Regions from separate parts of the Callithrix jacchus genome. Here region 2 is linked to region 1. Evidence: chromatin contacts called from public Hi-C data. All regions are on one chromosome and are shown on one strand. Each heading gives the region's core, a stretch centred on a gene start, on an enhancer-like site or on the middle of the called end of the contact. The rest is flanking DNA. Distances are from core to core; before and after follow the strand shown. Region 1 overlaps CHD2 (chromodomain helicase DNA binding protein 2). Region 2 holds the start of RGMA (repulsive guidance molecule BMP co-receptor a).

Region 1 (3,475 bases), core at 777-3,276:
TCTCAGCAGGGCTGAGAGAGAAGGGGAAGGAGGTGACAAGCACTCCAGGACTGGGGGCAGAGTGACGCAGGATGGGTTCCAGAGGAGGAGGCAAGGAGGCCCTGTGGTGTGAAGCAGCAGGAGCCTAGCACACTGTGGAAAGAGGTGGCCCCAGATGAAGCCAGGGGAACACAGAGGCGTCACTGCCAGCCTGTCCTGGTCCGGGGAAGGCCAGAGCACCAGGCATTAGCGGGCCTGTGCTGAGGATACAGAGAGCCTTGAGGGCCACAGGAACGAGGGTGCACCCTACACGGAGCTAGCGTGCACCATGCTCTGTTCGCTCATCCGGAAATTGACGCTGTTCCCTGGGGTTTCAAGTGCAGACGCTGAGAGAGAATTGTTAACCTGTAAGGTTAACCACCTGGGCCAGGTCACAGCAGCCAGGGACGCTACCTGATTTGAAGGTGAGCTACCTCTAGAGCCCATGCTCAGGCTGTCTGCAGAGACGGCCCTGGGTCTCCACACTGGGCCTCGAGTCCCTCCTGGGAGAGGTGCTCCGCCCCAACTCTGCTGCTACCCCCCAGACCTTCCCAGCTCCTTCCCTCTCCTCAGTACGCAGAGCCTGGGCCTGATTCGAGGCAGCTGGGGCCATGACCCCTGAGTCATCTAGATGCTCAAATACTGAAATAACACCAGGATGGTAACAACGCCCCAAGGTACTGCTTGCCCAGTGCCCTGAAGCCCCATCACCGCTCCAGCTCAGCTCCCTGAATGTCCTCTGGCTCTTCCCACAGTCCAGCAGATAAAGGGTTCACGTCAGGCCCAGCAGGGAGTCTTAGAAAGCGGCTCTAAGCTGGGGCCTGGCTCCTATCTGCTTTCAATATCCCCCCTGGTCTAGGAGGCCTGGGGAGCAGGGACCTGAAGTCTGGCTGAACTTCCAGTGTTCTCAGCCCCCAGGGAAGGTGGCACCCCCTTTGGCCCCCAAAAGAGAGGGCACCAAGCGCAGCAACTGCCTCCAAGTCACTGTTCACCCAGGGACCAGGGCACCCACGGACAACGAGGGATGAGCCTAGAGGACCTCGTACTGCCATCACCCCCAAGCACATTCCCAGGCCCTGTACCTGTGGAGGCAGGAGGCCGAGCTAGAGTCTCGGTCAGGTGGGGCCCCCAGAGTGCGCCCGGAGCTCTGACGCTGTCTGCAGGCACAGGGAAGACTCCAGCAGGAATGGAGGCAGAACGGCAGAGCCAGAGATGGCCGGAATGGATTCTTGAAGACGACCAGGTGTTCTGCAGGAAGGTGGTGATGGAGGAGGGAGAAAGGGGCCGCAGCTGGGAGGCAGAGCTGACCTCCTCCACCTGAGGCCGAGAGAGCAGCTGGGGCTTGTTCAGTCAAGGGACTGAAGAAGGTTGGAGTGGCCTGCAGGGGCAGGTCACAGAGGGCCCAGACCCAAACCAGGGTGCTGGGACATTAAGGTGAAGGTCACCGAGAGCAGCCGGGTGATGATGGGGGTCCTTGTGGTTCAGAACGGTCCCTACGCAAGTCCCCTCGCAGGTGGGAAGGAGGAGAGGCTGCACTGAGGAGCCCAACCCTGTGTATCCCTGCACAAAAGCTGGAGGCAGGGATGGAGGCTGGGCCGGAGCCAGCAGCACCATCCCCTCCTGTCCCCTGCTCAGGGAGGGTGGTGGAGTTGCCTCTCCCAGCAGCCTCTGCCTCTCTCCTCCCCGCCCCGCTTACTGCGGAGATCTCATGTGACTTCACATCTCCTGGGGTGTGGAGGGCTCTGTTGTGCGATCCAAGGGGAGGGGCCCACTGGGGCCAGGGATGGCGCGGAACCATCCCTGGGTTGAGTTTAGGTGTTGCGTGCCCGGCAGGCCAATTTTTATGGAAACCTGCTGCCCTCTGCAGGACAGTTCTAGAACCACATCTGCTCAGGGGCCCTCGGTCTCGGCTTCAAAGTGGGAGCTGATTCCAAAACACAGTGTGGGCCCCAGTGCCACCCTCACATCATGACAGCTGCCCGGCCCACCCAGCGCACATCTTGGGGACCTCACTTGTCTCCGCCCAGCCTGGTGAGGAGCTGTTAGTATCTGTTTGTAGTTGAGACTTGGAGAGAGGGAGAGAAGGCACCCAAGAACACCAGCTGGGAAGGGACGGAGCCAAGGTTGAAATCCAAGTCTGTGCAGCCATGCCCGGCACCCTCCCCCCGGCCCACGTGCCTTCCTTACCACCCATCCTGATCGCCAGGGCTCGGCCGTCTGAAGAGGTTGCAGTTTGCTCAGATCAGGGATTTTGACTAGCCCGTCCCTCTCCATCTCACTGTTTTCTCCCTGGCACTCGTGATGTTTCTCCTCTGTTTGCTTCTCTAGGGCCTGCCCACTCCCACTCCAGCTACAGTATCAACTCCAAGGGGACAGGGGTCTTATTCTCCTGGTTCACTGTGCAGGTCCAGTTCCTGGAGCAGAGCTAGCCCAAAGGAGGGTCGTGAGTCCTGGGTCAAGGAAAACGTCCTCTCCCATAACTGCCTGCTTCCAGCAATGTCTCCCCCATGAGACTGTGAGCTCCTCCAGACGGTTCCAGTACCTGCTGGGCCTTCCTGCTGGGGCTTAGTCTCCCCACAGAGCAAGCTGCCGCTTTCCACGAGGTAGCTCTCTTGTCACACAGGCTCTGGAGTACGAGCCCAATGCTGAGGTACTGAGTACTGGAAGTACTGGGCCCAATGCTGAGTCGGGCTTGCCCTCCAGGCCTGGCAATTCTGTCCTTGGCCTCCCTCAACCTGTCCAGCTGCCCTCTGACTCAGCCCTCTCCACCCACTCCCCAGCCAATGACTGAGTGCTGTCTGCCAGCTAGCCCTTACAGTTACAGACCTTCTCCTTTTCCACTGCACACTCTCACTTAAAAACCACATGAACCCAAGAAGCTGCCTCCTTCATTTGCAAGTGAAGATGCAAGGTGATCATCCAACTGAACACTGGGAGGGACCACGTAGGGGCAGTGCACTGACTCCAGAGGCCCCTTTACAGCCCCCCAGGCCCTGAAGCCACCACGGTACCTGTGGTTAACAGGCGCTGGGTTTTAGCAACAGTTCCTTCTTAGGTCACTAAGGAAATTAAGAGGTCATGTGTGATGCTCGTAAGTGGATATTGTTCAGCCCATCTTCAAGGTAAGAAGACTTTAGGCCATGGACTTGCCCATGTTCCCACACAAAGCCAGAGACCAGGAGGCTCAGGGCAAAACCAGGGGGCCTGATGACATCGTCATCCACTACATCATACGGCCGTAGAACTGACCAGGACATCCCCAAGACGGTGAGCCGGGGGGAGGGTCCTACCAGCAGCAGCGGGGGAGCTCCTCAATTAGGGCCCAGGTTCCTGCAGGATGGAGCTTTCATTCAGTCCAGCTGAGCCTCCTCCTTCTCCTCATCACCCCCCTCACTGATCAGAATGAAGTCAAGGTAGGCTGGGAGACCAAATGGGTCCCAGAAGAGATGACAGACAG
Region 2 (3,373 bases), core at 282-2,781, 64 kb before region 1:
CGTGTGCATTCCAACTGCCTATGCAGAGTTCCAACTTAATCAAGTACTTAATGAGTAGCATTAATATTCGTTGTCTTCTCCATGGGCGCCTGCACTCATCAAGGTAAATAGTTACCAGCTGCCGCCACAGCCCAGTGGTTGAGCTGAGAATTGTCTGTCCTTATCTAGACAGTGGATGGTTTGTCCCCCACCATGGGAAAACCCTGCTGGGTACTTTCCAAAGGCCTCATTTTAAAAAGACACGTTTCCACTTAACAGACACGTTAAAAGGGCTAGGCAATCTGGAAGAACAGTAAGAAATCTATGATCTGGGTGACAGTACTTCAGAGATTCTGGTAGTGTGCCAGGCACCATACTAAGAGCTAGGAATGCAATGCTGACCCCAAGGAGTCCTGGTTCCTGCCCTCACGGTGCTTATAGTATGGTGGGAGAGGCCACCATGAAGTGAAAGGTCATTCTAATGAGCACATAATTACAGTGACCTCATTGTTAGGAAGGAAAGGCATGGATGTGAGGACTCCCTAGAGGGTGGGGAAGATGTTGGAGCTGAGCTATGAAAGATGAAGATGGGCCGGGCGTGGTGGCTCACACCTGTAATCCCAGCACTTTGGGAGGCCGAGGCAGGTGGATCATGAGGTCAGGAGTTCAAGACCAGCCTGGCCAAGATGGTGAAACCTTGTCTCTACTAAAAATACAAAAATTAGCCAGGCATGGTGGTGGGTGCCTATAATCCCAGCTACTTGGGAGGCTGAGGCAGCGAATTGCTTGAACCTGGGAGATGGAGGCTGCAGTGAGCCAAGATTACGCCACTGCACTCCAGCCTGGGCAACAGAGTGAGGCTGTCTCGAAAAGAAAAGAAAGATGAATAAATTGGTTATTCACTAAATGTCAGGACACAGAATGTTAAGGCAGGAAGACACACACACACCTCCTAATATTCATAGATGGGGAAACTGAGGCCCAGCAGAGCTAGATGACTTGCTAATTCTAGAAACCCATACCCAATCCCTTCCTGCTCAATCACTCAATTTTATTTATATCCCAGCTATAGATTATCCAAACACACTTGACAAATAAGATGGGGAATATTGAGCTAAAACCACATCTCTCAAGACCACACGCATAAATAACGATCGTGCTTTAATGTGGACGACACCTTTTCATTTTGCAAATTCAGAGTTCTCATCATATCAAAATTCAAGACAGTTTGTTCTGTAAGAAGGGGAAGGTCATAACCCGTCTAGAATGTACTGGTAAATCTCTCTAACCGTGCAGTGCTAATTTGGGCCTGAGCTGTGTAACCAGACTGACTTCACGCTCCAGCTGGGGTTTCAGAGGCACACATGGCGACTGGGTGGCTCTGGGCTGCCTCGCAGCAGGGGTCCTTGGGCTCCCAGAGCCCCTGGGGATTTACTGCTCCCGACGTGGATGTGTTTTCGCCACTGTGTGCATGCACTGAATGTTGAAAACATTCTTTTCAAAAGCCCAGGAGATTCCACTTGCAGTCTGTGCGTGTGCATGTAAAAGCGCAGAGCTGGGAAGAACCGCGGCGGCGCACACGCCGCCCGAAGGTGACCTCTGGGGAGCCGCGGCCGTGGGAGGGGGTGCGGTACGGTCTGCTTTTCACTCTAGACACTCCTGAGTTATGTAAAATTGCACGCAATACATATGTAGGAGTTTGCTGAAGATTCTTCAACAACAACAGAACAAAGGTGCGCCTCCGCGGAGCGCAACAGCGTTTGCCTCGGGTGCAGCCGCCTTCTCCCGAAAGCTCAGCGGAACTCCCCTGGACCACCGCCCAACTGAAGGTGGGCACTGCGCGCTCCACGGCAGCCGCGCGGGGGAGTCGGGAAGTTGGAGGCGCCAGCGCCCCCGAACCCACCCGAGCGTTCAGGAGTCCTGCCTGGGCGGCGGGGGCCGTCCACACCCACCCAGCCGGTGCGGACGCGGGAGGGTGGGGCCGCAGCGGGGAGGAGCCACCCGAGCCCGCCCCCCGCCCCCCGCCCCTCCCGCCGGCCCCGCCCGCGCGCGCCCCCCGCCCGCGGCCCTGGGCGCCCGGCCCGCCCCCTCCCCTCTGCGCGCTAACGAACCTCGCGACGCCGCGCTTGGCGGCGGGCGGGGGCCGGGCAAGGGAGGGGTCGGGCTCCGGACGCCCCACTCTGCAGTTGCCTCCCGAGCGCTGGCCGCGCCGCCAGAGCCGCGGGGCCGAGAACGCACTGGCCGTTTGCTCCCGGGCTGGCTCCTCCACGCGCTCGCAGCATGCAGCCCGGGAGCAGGAGGCGCGCCCCGAGCCGCCGCTGAGCCGGCCGGGGCGGCGGGGACCTGCGCCAGCCGAGTCCCTTCCACCTCGCCCCGGGGTAGACGAGCGGCGCCCCGGCACCCCCTCTTCGCCCGTAGCCCCGCCAGCGCCACCCCCCGCGGGCCGCAGGGTCTCATGCAGCCGCCAAGGTAAGGGCGGGCCGGGAGCCGGGCGGCCCCGGCTCTGACATCCCCGAGACGCTGCCGGCACTTGCCGGGGCCCCGGCGCTGCTTCGGTCTTCCCCAGCCCCGCGTCTCATCTCGCTCCCATCTTGCCCACATTTGGAGCTTTGCTGCGCCTCGGTCGCTTTAGCGTTTGGCAGCAGGAAAGTTTTTGTGGTTTGGTGTTTGTTCTTTTTTCCTAAAATCCTCTTCCCCCGAGCAGCCGCCAGCGCGCGTGGTTGGGCAGACCCGGCACACGTCCTTTCCACCGTGTGCGGGCTGGGAGCTCTCTCCCTCCTCTCGGCCCCGCGGAGCCCCAGACCGAGCCGGTCACCCGGCTGTCCCGCCGTGAACCCCCATTGGCCCGCGCCGCCCGGGCCCCCGCCTCCCGCCCGACGCCCGACTGTTGAGCTGCAGGACTAGCGCCTGCCCTCGCGGCCGTCGGCGCAGTGCACAGCGTGGGCTCCCGTCCCGACGGCCCCTGGTCTGGGCGCACGGGAAGGTGCAGCTCCTGGGGTGAGGGCTGAGGATGCCCATGGTCAAGCGGCCCCGGCGTTCCTAAGTGGACGGGTGGACACGGCGACCACTCCGCGCCGGCTCTCGAGGCAGCTCAACCCAGGGTACAAGCCGGGGCAAGGGGGACAGGTGTATTTGGGGGAGAGCCGGCGGGGGGACGCTGGGGGGCAACTCGGGATTGTGTCTTATTAAAGTAATTGTATTAGACTTTCTCGGAGGTGGAAGCAGTTCTCCCAAATTGAGATTTTAATGGGAACCGGTGAGCTGCTATTTTGTGGTGTGGTTTCGCGAGGCGTTGGGTGGTATTGATTTTCTAAATTGGTGTCTCGCGGGCGGAGTAGGGGAAGTAGCGCCATCTAGCGGACGTGGTGAGCTGTGCATTCCTCTCAGGCTGCGA

The links. Hi-C and Micro-C count contacts between places; a contact is called where the count stands out from the background.
Region 2: a Hi-C map of skeletal muscle shows a contact between it and region 1, with 6 times the contacts expected there. The contact joins the promoter of RGMA here to the enhancer-like site in region 1. A contact is called at or near these places in 2 of 3 Hi-C or Micro-C datasets (both in skeletal muscle).

What each region holds. Positions count from the first base shown.
Region 1 is chr6:22,031,097-22,034,571 of calJac240_pri, reverse strand. It overlaps CHD2 (chromodomain helicase DNA binding protein 2), which reads right to left. Exons shown (of 42, transcript XM_078326856.1): 37 at 3,309-3,475; 38 at 1,101-1,266. Among named protein-coding and RNA genes, the nearest start is that of RGMA, 64 kb to the left of the region's middle. Within about 2 kb of position 2,026, at least 10 of the 16 cell types and tissues checked have an H3K27ac peak or open chromatin away from gene starts, as enhancers often do. A contact at or near this core is called in skeletal muscle, where this site is marked.
Region 2 is chr6:22,094,492-22,097,864 of calJac240_pri, reverse strand. RGMA (repulsive guidance molecule BMP co-receptor a) reads left to right here and starts at 1,531. Exons shown (of 4, transcript XM_078326859.1): 1 at 1,531-1,808.